Linked DNA regions of Mus musculus: all the other regions are linked to region 2. The links are chromatin contacts, called in public HiChIP or PLAC-seq and promoter capture Hi-C maps. All regions are on one chromosome and are shown on one strand. The core of a region is the stretch at or near the end of the contact, and the rest is flanking DNA. Distances in the headings are between cores, read along the strand shown.

Evidence for each region. Promoter capture Hi-C pulls out the DNA fragments that hold promoters and counts their contacts. HiChIP or PLAC-seq counts read pairs in DNA pulled down with a chosen protein or histone mark.
Region 1: a contact with region 2 is called in a promoter capture Hi-C map of the HPC-7 cell line, with 2.2 times the contacts expected there. The contact joins the enhancer-like site here to the promoter of Spata17 in region 2. A contact is called at or near these places in 6 of 39 promoter capture datasets (the 3T3-L1 cell line, 3T3-L1-derived adipocytes, the HPC-7 cell line and 2 more) and 1 of 115 datasets of contacts at active chromatin or transcription factors (the NIH/3T3 cell line).
Region 3: a contact with region 2 is called in an H3K27ac HiChIP or PLAC-seq map of extraembryonic endoderm stem cells, with 7 times the contacts expected there. The contact joins the promoter of Bpnt1 here to the promoter of Spata17 in region 2. A contact is called at or near these places in 2 of 39 promoter capture datasets (liver and pre-B cells) and 1 of 115 datasets of contacts at active chromatin or transcription factors (extraembryonic endoderm stem cells).

The regions. Positions count from the first base shown.
Region 1 is chr1:188,235,486-188,239,077 of GRCm38.p6, forward strand. No RefSeq gene overlaps it. Among named protein-coding and RNA genes, the nearest start is that of Ush2a, 26 kb to the right of the region's middle. Within about 2 kb of position 1,841, at least 3 of the 459 cell types and tissues checked have an H3K27ac peak or open chromatin away from gene starts, as enhancers often do. A contact at or near this core is called in the HPC-7 cell line, where this site is marked.
Region 2 is chr1:187,214,183-187,217,593 of GRCm38.p6, forward strand. Spata17 (spermatogenesis associated 17) reads right to left here and starts at 1,264. Exons shown (of 10, transcript NM_028848.3): 1 at 988-1,264. The coding sequence starts at 1,103. It overlaps Gpatch2 (G patch domain containing 2), which reads left to right and starts at 1,329. Exons shown (of 10, transcript NM_026367.4): 1 at 1,329-1,494. The coding sequence starts at 1,442.
Region 3 is chr1:185,329,760-185,333,512 of GRCm38.p6, forward strand. Bpnt1 (3'(2'), 5'-bisphosphate nucleotidase 1) reads left to right here and starts at 2,400. Exons shown (of 9, transcript NM_011794.3): 1 at 2,400-2,504.

The DNA.
Region 1 (3,592 bases), core at 591-3,090, 1.0 Mb after region 2:
GCTCTTTAGTCATAAACTGATCCACTGTGTTTACAGCTCTGTGTTCTGTTTTTACAGACATGGCAGGCACCTGGTTGCTGATTCTAAGCTTCGTCATTTATTATTATCTGGAGCTTCCATAACATAGGAGACTCGGGGAAATATGTCACTTTAAGTCCTCTTGAAATAAGACTGGTGGGAAGAAGAGGGTTGACAGATAAAGGAAATCAAGGCTCTCACTCTTTACAATTTATGTAAAAGACAGCTATGGATGGAGAAAATTTGACAAGAGTTTGGAAATAGTATTCAGAATCTCTGCAAACTGTACAGTGGTTCTTAACTATGTAGCTAAGGCCACCTGGCTCTTGGTTCTGTTAGAAAGATTAAGGTAGATAAATATACATTTTTTGTTGTTGTTGGTGTTGTTGTTTACTAGAGACAGGGTCTTATTTTGTAGGACAGATTGGCCTCAGACATGCTAGCACTATGGGCCTGTACCTTCATGCCTAGGTCATAGATAAGTTTCTGAAATGCTAAAATGCCATATGAACTTTAAAGGATGTCAACACCAGTGGAAATGGGTGTGTCTGTAGAGCCTTCAGTAGCATATGCTATGTGTCGGCTCTGCCCAAGTGCTCTATATTACTCCTCACACACATGTCTCTGCACACATGATGTGTGCTGGGAATATCCCTCTTCTACAAATGGGCAAGCTGAAACATTAAGGGCCTCATGGACAAGTTACAGTGCTGATAAATGGGAGAGCTGGAAGGTGACTTCAGAGATCCTGATAATGAATAATAAATTATCATGCCATGGGAACAACAACCAATAATGGAGAAGTTGATTCCTGATTTAAAATCTACATCTCCTTCATAGATGGGGAAGTTTGCCTTTTATTCAGTTACCTCTGTCCTCTTAATCATTGACCTAGCTCCTGAGCAAATTCTCCTTTATAAAGTTATAGAATGACTCGGCGTGTAGAAATGTAAGATCCATATCCTAATATAGTAGGTCAGCAATCTCATTTCCGCTCCCTAGTCATTGTGTTGTTACAAACGGCTAAATTTAAATAGTAATGTAATATTTTCATTTGATATGAAATATTAATGGCCATCCTAAACTCTATTTTCAAGGAAATTATTGGTCACATCTGTGTCTACAGTAGACTCTGTTACTGCCCTTTCTTGGCTGTCTTTGATTTAGACAAAATGCATTAAGCTTGTATTTATCTCTCCTCAGGTATTCATGACACTTGAAAGATTGTTTAGTTACACTTGCACTTCTTAGCCTCGAGCATGCGCTCTACCAAATGGAATTACAGTGCATGCTAACAGATGCGATGTTCCTCTTCATTTAGTTCAACTCTGTCCATCATACCTCAAGCTCTTCAGCGTGTCCCGGACTGGTCTCTATTCCTTCTCACAGTGGGAAGTGTTTAGTTATGAGATCCCTCAGTCCCTTCAGATTTGAATACCGATGTCGTCTTTATTATCCCCACCATGAGCATTGCTTTGTGGGTATCATGTAGCATCACACTGTTGTGCTATGTAATGGTAAGGAAGTAACGTTCTCTGTAGTATTTGACTTTCTCTCTCTTTCCTGAACTTTGTACCTTCCTTCTTCTGAACTCAAAATCCCTAGACTGTATTATTAAACAGACTTCAGAACTCACCCAGGTCTTTAGAGGACACAGGAAGACTCTGGTTATTATCATGAGTCTTCGGGACTTTTGGAGATTTGGGAGGGGGCTTCCTGTGAAGTGTAAAGGCCTGCTGGCTGCTATCTTGTTTATTGTTCTGTCTTCTGCTGTCCCTCTCCCTGTCACACCATAGTTAACGAGCTTCCTTGGGCTCCATCAAGGCCATGGGCTGGCATACTTCTGCTCATCACACTTCTTGGGAGGCTCTGGCCTCCTCCAGCTCTGGTCTCTTCACCAGGCAGAAGAAATGTAATGCATTTTCTCTGCCTCAGCATTTAGATATGGGAAGATATGGGGAGATACAAATTAGGTGATTCTGAAATGGAAGGGTTGAGGCAGACAGGATGGAGCTGGCCTACTCAGTGTATGTGTGTGTATGTAAGTATATGTGTGTGTATGTGTGTGTATGTATGTGTATGTGTGTGTATGAGTGTATGTGTATGTACGTATGTGTATGTGTGTATGTATATGTGTGTGTGTGTGTGTGTGTGTGTGTGTATGTATGTGTGGGGGTTCTTGATGTTTTCTCACCAAATTTATTTAACTTTACATTTTCCTTTTCTTTGCCTCTTAGTAGTGAATGAGGGTGGTGGAACACAGTTTAAGTTATAGAAGCAGACATGGACAGAGTTCTCCTTCACTGTCCAGCAGAAGTCCCCTAACAGCCATGTCGTCTGACTGTCGAGCACCTGAGAGCTACCCTGTGACGCCTCAGGCTTCAGTTTGGGGCTACAATCTGCCTTTCCGTTTAGATCTTTGCTCAGTTATTTACTTCTTAGCAATTTCATGTTTAATCCCCAAACTTTCTAAATTATTAACATTTTAATCAGTAAGAATATATAATTTAGGGCGCAGACAGCTAAGCCTGGAGCCGTTATTTGTTCTTGCTTTGTTTGTCTTTCATGTGTTTCCTGCTCTGCGCAGGTGACTCTTCCTGCCCTCTTTATCCTAAGCAATGGAGAAAAGGTGAATGGAGCCACTGTGTCTACATCTGGGGATCCTGTGTCCTGCTGATGCAATGGTCCCTTATGTATCTGCATCAGGAGCTAGATGGAAGAGGCTGCTGAGGATGACTTGGCCATGGCTGTCTCCATCTACAGTGTGGAATGAAGCTAGAAGAAGGGTCGTCGCCATGTATGCTTTAGACACAATTAAGGCTGTGTAATTCCATCACCATTTTCTTGACTCAGGAGTCAGAGTGGCATGAGAAAGATCAAGTCTGCCTTGCTTATACATGTTGAATTTCACCAAGTGGAAATCTGACAGTTCCCATGACATTAAAGAGATAATCTTGACCAAAGACAATCACAGTGTGCAGATATAGTTTCTCATACAGAAGGCAATATAAAAAAATGTAAAATAAATTCTCTTTATTTTATTTCAACATTAAGCACAATAGCTATCATACACAGCACTGATTTCTTTTTTACAAATGAAAGCTTCTAGAAAGATAGTCTATACATTAATCTTCAAAATCAGTCCTGGCTATTGGAATTAAACATTGAACATAAGCCAGAATGGATACACAATTCCCTGACAACCAACTATAAGTTTTTATTCAAGAAAGTGCATGGATCCAGATGGAAATATTTAAGAGACAGATCTTTGTGTGATATACTTCAGTGTAGCATACACACCACTATTTTGAAATTAGTCATTAGAAACATGTTTGGCACTGACCCAGGAAGTCTGAAGTAAGATTCCTTTCTTAGGAGTCCTGCTTCCCAACTCTATTTTCTTAGGATTTTTTTTTCCTTCAGGACTTTGTGTTCAACAAAGATTTCCTTTCTCCAGACCCATGTCTGTAATACAATGTACAGCCCTATCTCTAAGAACAGTGCCTGCCCTGTGTCTAGGCAGATGAATATGCAATTTGCAGGTTGCTGATTAAAATGAAAGTATGAACATGCA
Region 2 (3,411 bases), core at 14-2,513:
TTAAACTAAGAGGCAAGAAAAAAAGCAACATTGGCCTACTTCTAGCAAGAAAATCCATAGTTTCTCACAAAAGTTACAAGATTGAATTATCACTGTAGTTGCTAGAGGTTCACGATGAAATAGCAAAACTATAGTTGAGATGTATGTTAGGATAAGAATAGCTTATCAGGACTTTCTCACACTGACTTGGTCACTGCTGGTCTGCTATAATTTATCACACTTTTTGTAATGTACTTTTTGTGATTCCTTCTAAGTTTTGAAAACCACTGGGCCATTGCTTCTAGTTTCAATGTCCCCTTTTCATGGAGAGGAAGTTTAGGTGTGGGGGGTGAGAATGCTGCCTTAGCTCTTGCCCATTTACTGTACCAATTATCTTGTCACAATGGTATAGAAACTTCACTTGGACAAATGAATCACAGATGAATTGAATTCTGTGATGTTTGTGAGATTAAGTGAAGCTCAAATTCCCATTTGGACATTGATATTCTGAATTCATGGAACTACCTGGGTAAGCCTGGTTAACGTTAATTAGGCCACTAGACCTACATTGTATAAAATAGGTTTCACCAAACCAAATTTCTCAGTGATTATTTTAAAATGTCGAAAAAAAAAAAGCCCCACAAAACAAAACAGTATTTTGAGGAAGACTCCCAAATGTTGCCCAGGGCAGCCTTGAATTTTCTGTGTTGCCCAGGCTGGACTGGACTCACAGTCATCCTCCTGCCTGTTTCCCCAGTCGGGGTTTACTTCATTTAGGGCGGCCCTTAATAATTCTCTATTCTGGGATCTTCCTTAGAGAATATTAACTTATTAATGACTTGTCAATGTATATATAATCCACTTGTGATTGATTATATATATATATATATATAAACTTCTGATCATGTTTGAATCCCCATGGGGAGAAGAAGAATTTAGAATTATTTCCTGAATTAAGTAATTTGTTAACAGTAAACATCTTCTGAGACCCCTCTCTTCACTACTCACCGGTTCCTAAAGTAGTACTGACTTTCTAGAAAGGGTGCCCGCGCCAGCAGCTTGGCTAAAGTAGCCATGTCCTTCAACTCCTGGAGTTCACCAAAATTGTTACTATTAGTCTCCATGGCAACTGGGCTGAACCAAGGTCACTTCCGACTTATCGGCCTTTCCTTTCACTCTGTTTCAGTTTCAAGCAACTGGACAGAGAAATCGGATTTGTACACGTGAGACCAGACTTGAGTCGACTCGCCCCTTTCTCCTGGAATTTCGAGCTGCTGATGGGAAGGGTCAGGGTAGGCTAAGGTGAGCGAATGGTCGCTTCCGGTTTCCGGTTTCCGCCTCCAGCCGGCTTCCGGAAGTTGCTCTCAAAATGCTGAAGTCCTGTGTGGAATTGGCCGGGGCTGCGGGAGTTGGAGTCGGTCCTCGGGCCTGAGCCTCGAGGCCGCGCTCCCGGGTGTCGTTGATGTTTGGGGCCGACGGGCGCCCAGCGATCGGAACCGCCGCCGGGAAGAGCTGGTGAGCCCGGCGGGCGGTTGGGAACGGGGCGAGCGAGCCGGCGAGCAGCTCGCGGGGCTCCGGGTCAGAGACGGCCGTGCACCAAGTTTCTTCAGGCCGCGTTCCCGTTGTCCCTGCCAAACCGGCCACATTGTACTAGATTCCGTGGTTGACAAGATCACAGAAATTCCCAGTCCCAGAAGTTTCTTAGTAGCAGAGACACCAGGCTCTTGTACTCCCTGCGCAGCTCGGTTCGTGTAAAGCCTAGAAGTTTTCCACCGCCCTGGAGGCTCTGTCCTAGTTTATGGGAAAGGGGCGTTTTCCAGTAGCCCCAGGTTGGAATTTGTCTTTAGGGTACCCTGGTCCACTGCTGTAAGTTTCCAAACTGCTTTCGCAAATCACACTTGATCTTTAATGACATCCCTGCTGTAGGAGACTCGCAGGTACAGAAAATTTAAGAGGCAAAGTTGTCCTGTGCCCCTGAGTACCAGAGATGATAGCTCAGTTTTGGATTTTCTAGTTGAAAACCCTGGTCGCCCAACCTCCACCCCCACCCCCACCCCCCGTTTGTTCCAACGCTTTTCAGAGAAACGTTAGTGTAACAAGAAAGTAGATGTCTTGCGGTCCATCTTGAAACATAAAAATCTGACCAGTAAGTCAAGAACTGTGATTTTTAAAGTTCCTGCCAGTGGGCTGTGATGTCTGATTGTTTAGCATCACCGATAACTGAAAAGTTAAAAGAATATCTTAGGTCAGATGGCTTATTTGGTTCCTCTCTAGAGACCATTTCTAACCAGTGTTGTTTTTCTTGTAGCTTTTAAGTTCTCACGATTTTCAGTTAGAATACTAGGAGAAGCTTTTTATTTTTTTTTTTTATTTTTATTTTTATTTTTTTAAAGATTTATTTATTTATTATATGTAAGTACATTGTAGCTGTCTTCAGGGATACCAGAAGAGGGAGTCAGATCTTGTTACGGATGGTTGTGAGCCACCATGTGGTTGCTGGGATTTGAACTCTGGACCTTCGGAAGAGCAGTCGGGTGCTCTAACCCACTGAGCCATCTCACCAGCCCAGGAGAAGCTTTTTAAATGAGCAATTGTAATTGTTGCACTCAGCTTGGAACAAGAGACGCAGGTCACAATGCACTAGTTTTTCTTAGCTTTGGCAGTTGTACATGTGGTAGGAACCACCACAGAAAACAAGATAAAGGAACTTCCCTACATCCTGGTGTTTCCTCTAAAGTGTACTTAATGCTTCAATGTTCAGAGCCTGGTAAGGAACGGAAGTGTTCAGTAGATTGGTCTGGTCCTAATAGAAAGGAAGTCATTTGTGTGCTAGTTGACATAAACACACAAACCAACCGGTGACCCCATTTATTCTTCATTGTGCTTTCTGTCTCCTATCATGCATAGATAGCGCTGTGTATTACTGGCTATTACTTGACGCGCTATTACTCTAAACTGGAGTTACTTGCAGTAGTGTTTTTACTTGCTAAACAACTCATCTTTTGTAATGAGTGAGACCAGAATATCATTAGCACCTATCAGCTGGTGCTTTTGAAAGAAAGTCTTAAAATGAGTCAGTCTCTCTCTCTCTCTCTCTCTCTCTCTCTTTGGTTTTTTTTGAGACAGGGTTTCTCTGTGTAGCTCTGGCTGTCCTGGAACTCATTCTGTAGAACAAGCTGCCCTTGAACTCAGAAATCTGCCTGCCTCAGCCTCCCAAGTGCTGGGATCAAAGGTGTGTGCCACCACTGGCCACCTTAAAATGAGTCTTAACTGTCCGAAGAAGCGTGTTACACAAAACCAGGACCTTTCTTTTCTAGTTAGTGTGCATGCCAGTCCACTGTTGTCTTCCCCTCCTGCCTTCCCTTCTTCACCAGCAATCTCCCTTTCCTCTTGGCTCTCTTTCCCTTTCTGAGGCTGAATTTTGCTCTATAG
Region 3 (3,753 bases), core at 1,150-3,649, 1.9 Mb before region 2:
GACTACAAACAAGATAAAGGAAGGGGGGAAAGGTAAGCACAGGCAATTCATAAAAAAAATATAGCCAATGAATGCAAAACTATGCTCACCTTTGGGAGTCAGGATGACACAGAGCCATCTAATAGATTAGAACAAGCATGAAGTTTGGTAGCAAGTATCGAGAGAGTGGAAACGTGGACTGCCAGAGGTAGTATACAGCCTGTTTTGCCTTCTCATTTCCGTGTGTGTGTGTGTGCATATTTGCATGTGTGGGCATGCATCTATGTGTGCATGTGGAAGTCCTAGGTTGATGGTGGGAATCATCTTCCATGCCTCTTTCACCTCATTCAAGGAGTTAGGGTCTCTCAGAAACAAAGAGCTGGCCCATATGGTTAGTCTTTCTAAGCAGCTGGCTCGGGGGATGCGGGCCTTCCCCCGCACCTGGAATTATACACGGTGTTTAAGCGTTTTTGTGAATTCTCCTGTTTGTACCACCATCTCCCCTGCTCTGTAGTAAATGACAGCATTTACAATACCGTTCTCTGAACTGTAGTTTCCCATTTGAGAACCTGACTGACAGCTGTCATCTCACAGCAGCATGAAGAAAACATTACCACCAAACTCTCCAGAACAACTAGCTGTATTCAATCAACTAGGCTGTTTTCTGGGAAACCCTATGAGAAGATATGTAGCTGGTCTGAGCTACTTTGTGGATTCTTTTCCCATGCTTTATTCTCCCAGTTTCATCCTCTACCTCTAGATAGGAGAAGAACAATGATAGAGGAGAGAAAAAGAGATACAGACCCCAATCTTATTTTCTCTGTGAGCACAACTATGCCACCCTGTCTCCACTCTTTAGCATTTATATACCATCTGAAAAGTTGATTTCAAATATCATACAATCACAGAAATTATCCACAGGTAGCAAAACCACGCCTCTGCTAGGGCAAGAGGCAAATCAGAGTCAGCAGCCGCTGTCATAGTTGGATGGTCTGAAGCAGCCCCATATCCCCGCATCTGGGATTCAAGCAAAAACATTTGTTTGTCTGTTTTTTTAAAAACAAACAAAAACAAAAAAAACAAAACTCCAGAATTCTCCCTACAAAGATACTGTGAGCTCATGAAAGAGGCATACTTCCCAGAGTGCCGGTGGACTCTGCATCTCAGTGGCTAAGCTAAATCCATGAGAGAGAATGTATCTGTCCGTATTTATGGCAATTGTTACGCCGTTACAATGTAACTACAAAAACTAATGTATGGACTGTTAAGTTTTTTGTTTTGTTTTGTTTTGTTTTGTTTTGTTTTTTGATTTATTTATGTGTATGAGTCTTTGCCTGGGTGTATTTATGTGCACCATTTGTGTGTCTGGTACCAGAGGAGGTCAGAAGAGGTTGTGGAGCACCATGGAACTAGAGGTTTGGATAGTTGTGAGCCTGTGCTGGGAACCAAACCCCAGTGCTCTGGAAGAACGTGTGCTCCAAACTGCCTGCTGAGCCATCCCACCAGCATCCAGTGTACGGCTTTAGAGGGTGTGTGTTGTAGACATTTTTACCACACCTGAAAGGTATGTCTAAATACAGAGTAAATGAAATAAACTAAAGAAGTCTTTCCCAGGGCTGGAGAGGTGGCTCAGCTGTTAAGAGCACTGACTCCTCTTCCAGAGATCCTGAGTTCAATTCCCAGCGACCACATGGTGGTTCACAACCATCTGTAATGGAATCAGATGCCCTCTTCTGGTCTGTCTGAAGATAGCTGCAGTGTACTCATATACATAAAATAAATAAATTAAAAAAAAAAAGTCTTTCCCAATCCTAGCGATATGTAAGTGGTGTGTGTGGACATTTCTCGCTGGGCTGGTGAGAATAGGAGTGTGTAGTACAGGAAAAGCTGAGGTAGGACTGCCAAGAATTCGAGGCCTGCCTGAATGATACCGTGTGTGTGTTTATATGAATGTATATGAATATATGCATGTATATGAACAAATATATATTAACAAATATATATGAACAAATAAGTTATGGTTTGCCTCTATTAACTAAGGTTTGAGAGTCGCAGAAAACACATAAAAACAAAATCTTTTTATTATTATCCTCATAAAATAACGGCATGAGAAATTTTTTAAGGGAAAAAAAAAAAGTGTTGCTTTTATCAAAAGAATCCCACAAAGGCAACTCACTAAAAACCAAAGGCAAGCCAGCGTGGTGGCACCTGTGCAGTCGCAGCTAAGTTAGGGGAGAAAACAAGCAAAAACTGTGGCGGTGACGCCAAGATGCCAGAAACCAGCACCCAGGAACGGCCTGGGAACTCAGGCTCTGACGACAAGTAGCGAAAACCTGCGCAGAACGCTCAGAAACGGGTTCCCCCGACAGCCGGGAGCGCGCGGGGACCTGTGTGCGCCTGCGCCGACCTCGCGCACGCGCAGCCGCTGTCCTTCTCACAGCATTGGACCAGTGGACTTGGAGGCAGCCGGTTCCCGGACAGCGAGCCACCAGGCCGGACAGCGCTTAGGGGACACCAGGCTGAGTGTAAGTTTCTCCCGCTGCAACGCAGAGGCTCAGGCGGCCCTGGTTTCTTGTTGTTCAGGTAACTGCCCACCCCTGGCACAGATTAGAGGAGTGCCAGGGGTTGTAATCCCAAACACTACACTGCTACACTGCTCGTCGTTCAGACGCTTCTAGAAGCTTGAGTGGCCACATGTGGTTGTCTATCTGGACCTTCTCTTTCATAGTGGAATAAACTACAGAGTTAAACTTGACTTTCGCATCCGTATTTAGAAACTTCAGAATAGCAAAGATCCTTTCAGTCGTCATTTCTTTGCATCAGTAGGCTGCTGTGATTTATTTAACCAGGAATAGAAGAGCTGCGTCGAACCCATGTATACATTTTGTTTTTGTTGGAGGGCTCCAGTAGGGACACGTTTCCTCGATCCCTGCAGACTGGGCAAACGATTTCGTGTGGCAACCTTAATCACTTCTCAGGCTGGAGGTTTGCATTTCGTTTAAATTCAGTAGACTGAGCATTTCGTGTATTTAGTGATAAGCACCTTTCTCTTTCTGGAAATGGCTTGTCAACTGTTCTTGCCCCAAACAAAACAGCCCAGTTGTTACTGGGGATACAGGACTTTCCTCTCCTGTTATATGGTATGAACTGGCTTTGCTTGTGGCATTTTGGACATGTAGAAGTTTTAATTTCTGTGTAAATGTGTTAATACACTTAGTTTTATGTTTTAATGGCCCTTTTCAAGTTTATAAAGCCATTCCTATACTTCTTGTAGTTTCTACCTTAATTTAAATCTACTAGACTGAGAGAGAAAACTGTTAGACTGGCTTCAAATCCAAGGTACATGTGCTTCCAGCCAGGACTTCCTGGAACATTAAACAACAACAACAAAACCCAGCATTGGCTGTGTGTGTGTGTGTGTGTGTGTGTGTGTGTGTGTGTACAGGTGCCACAGGTGTTTGGGTGGAGGATGGAGGGCTGCTTGCAGGAGTCAGTTCTCTCCTTTCACTGTATTTGAATTCAAGTTCTCAGGCTTAGCGGCAAGCACCTTTACCAGCGGAACCATTTTACCTGGAACGTATTTTAATAAGAATGTAAGAAAGATCCAACTGTTTTTGAAGCTCTACCAGTTGCTATTTGTGTGCGAGTGGCTTTCCTCCTTTTCCTTTCTTTTCTTTTTCCTCTCTCCTTTTTTCTTTTGAGACAGGATCTTGCGGTGTAGCCCACCTCAAATCCAGGATCTTCCTGTGTCTCGTCCCAAGGGCTAGGCAGTGT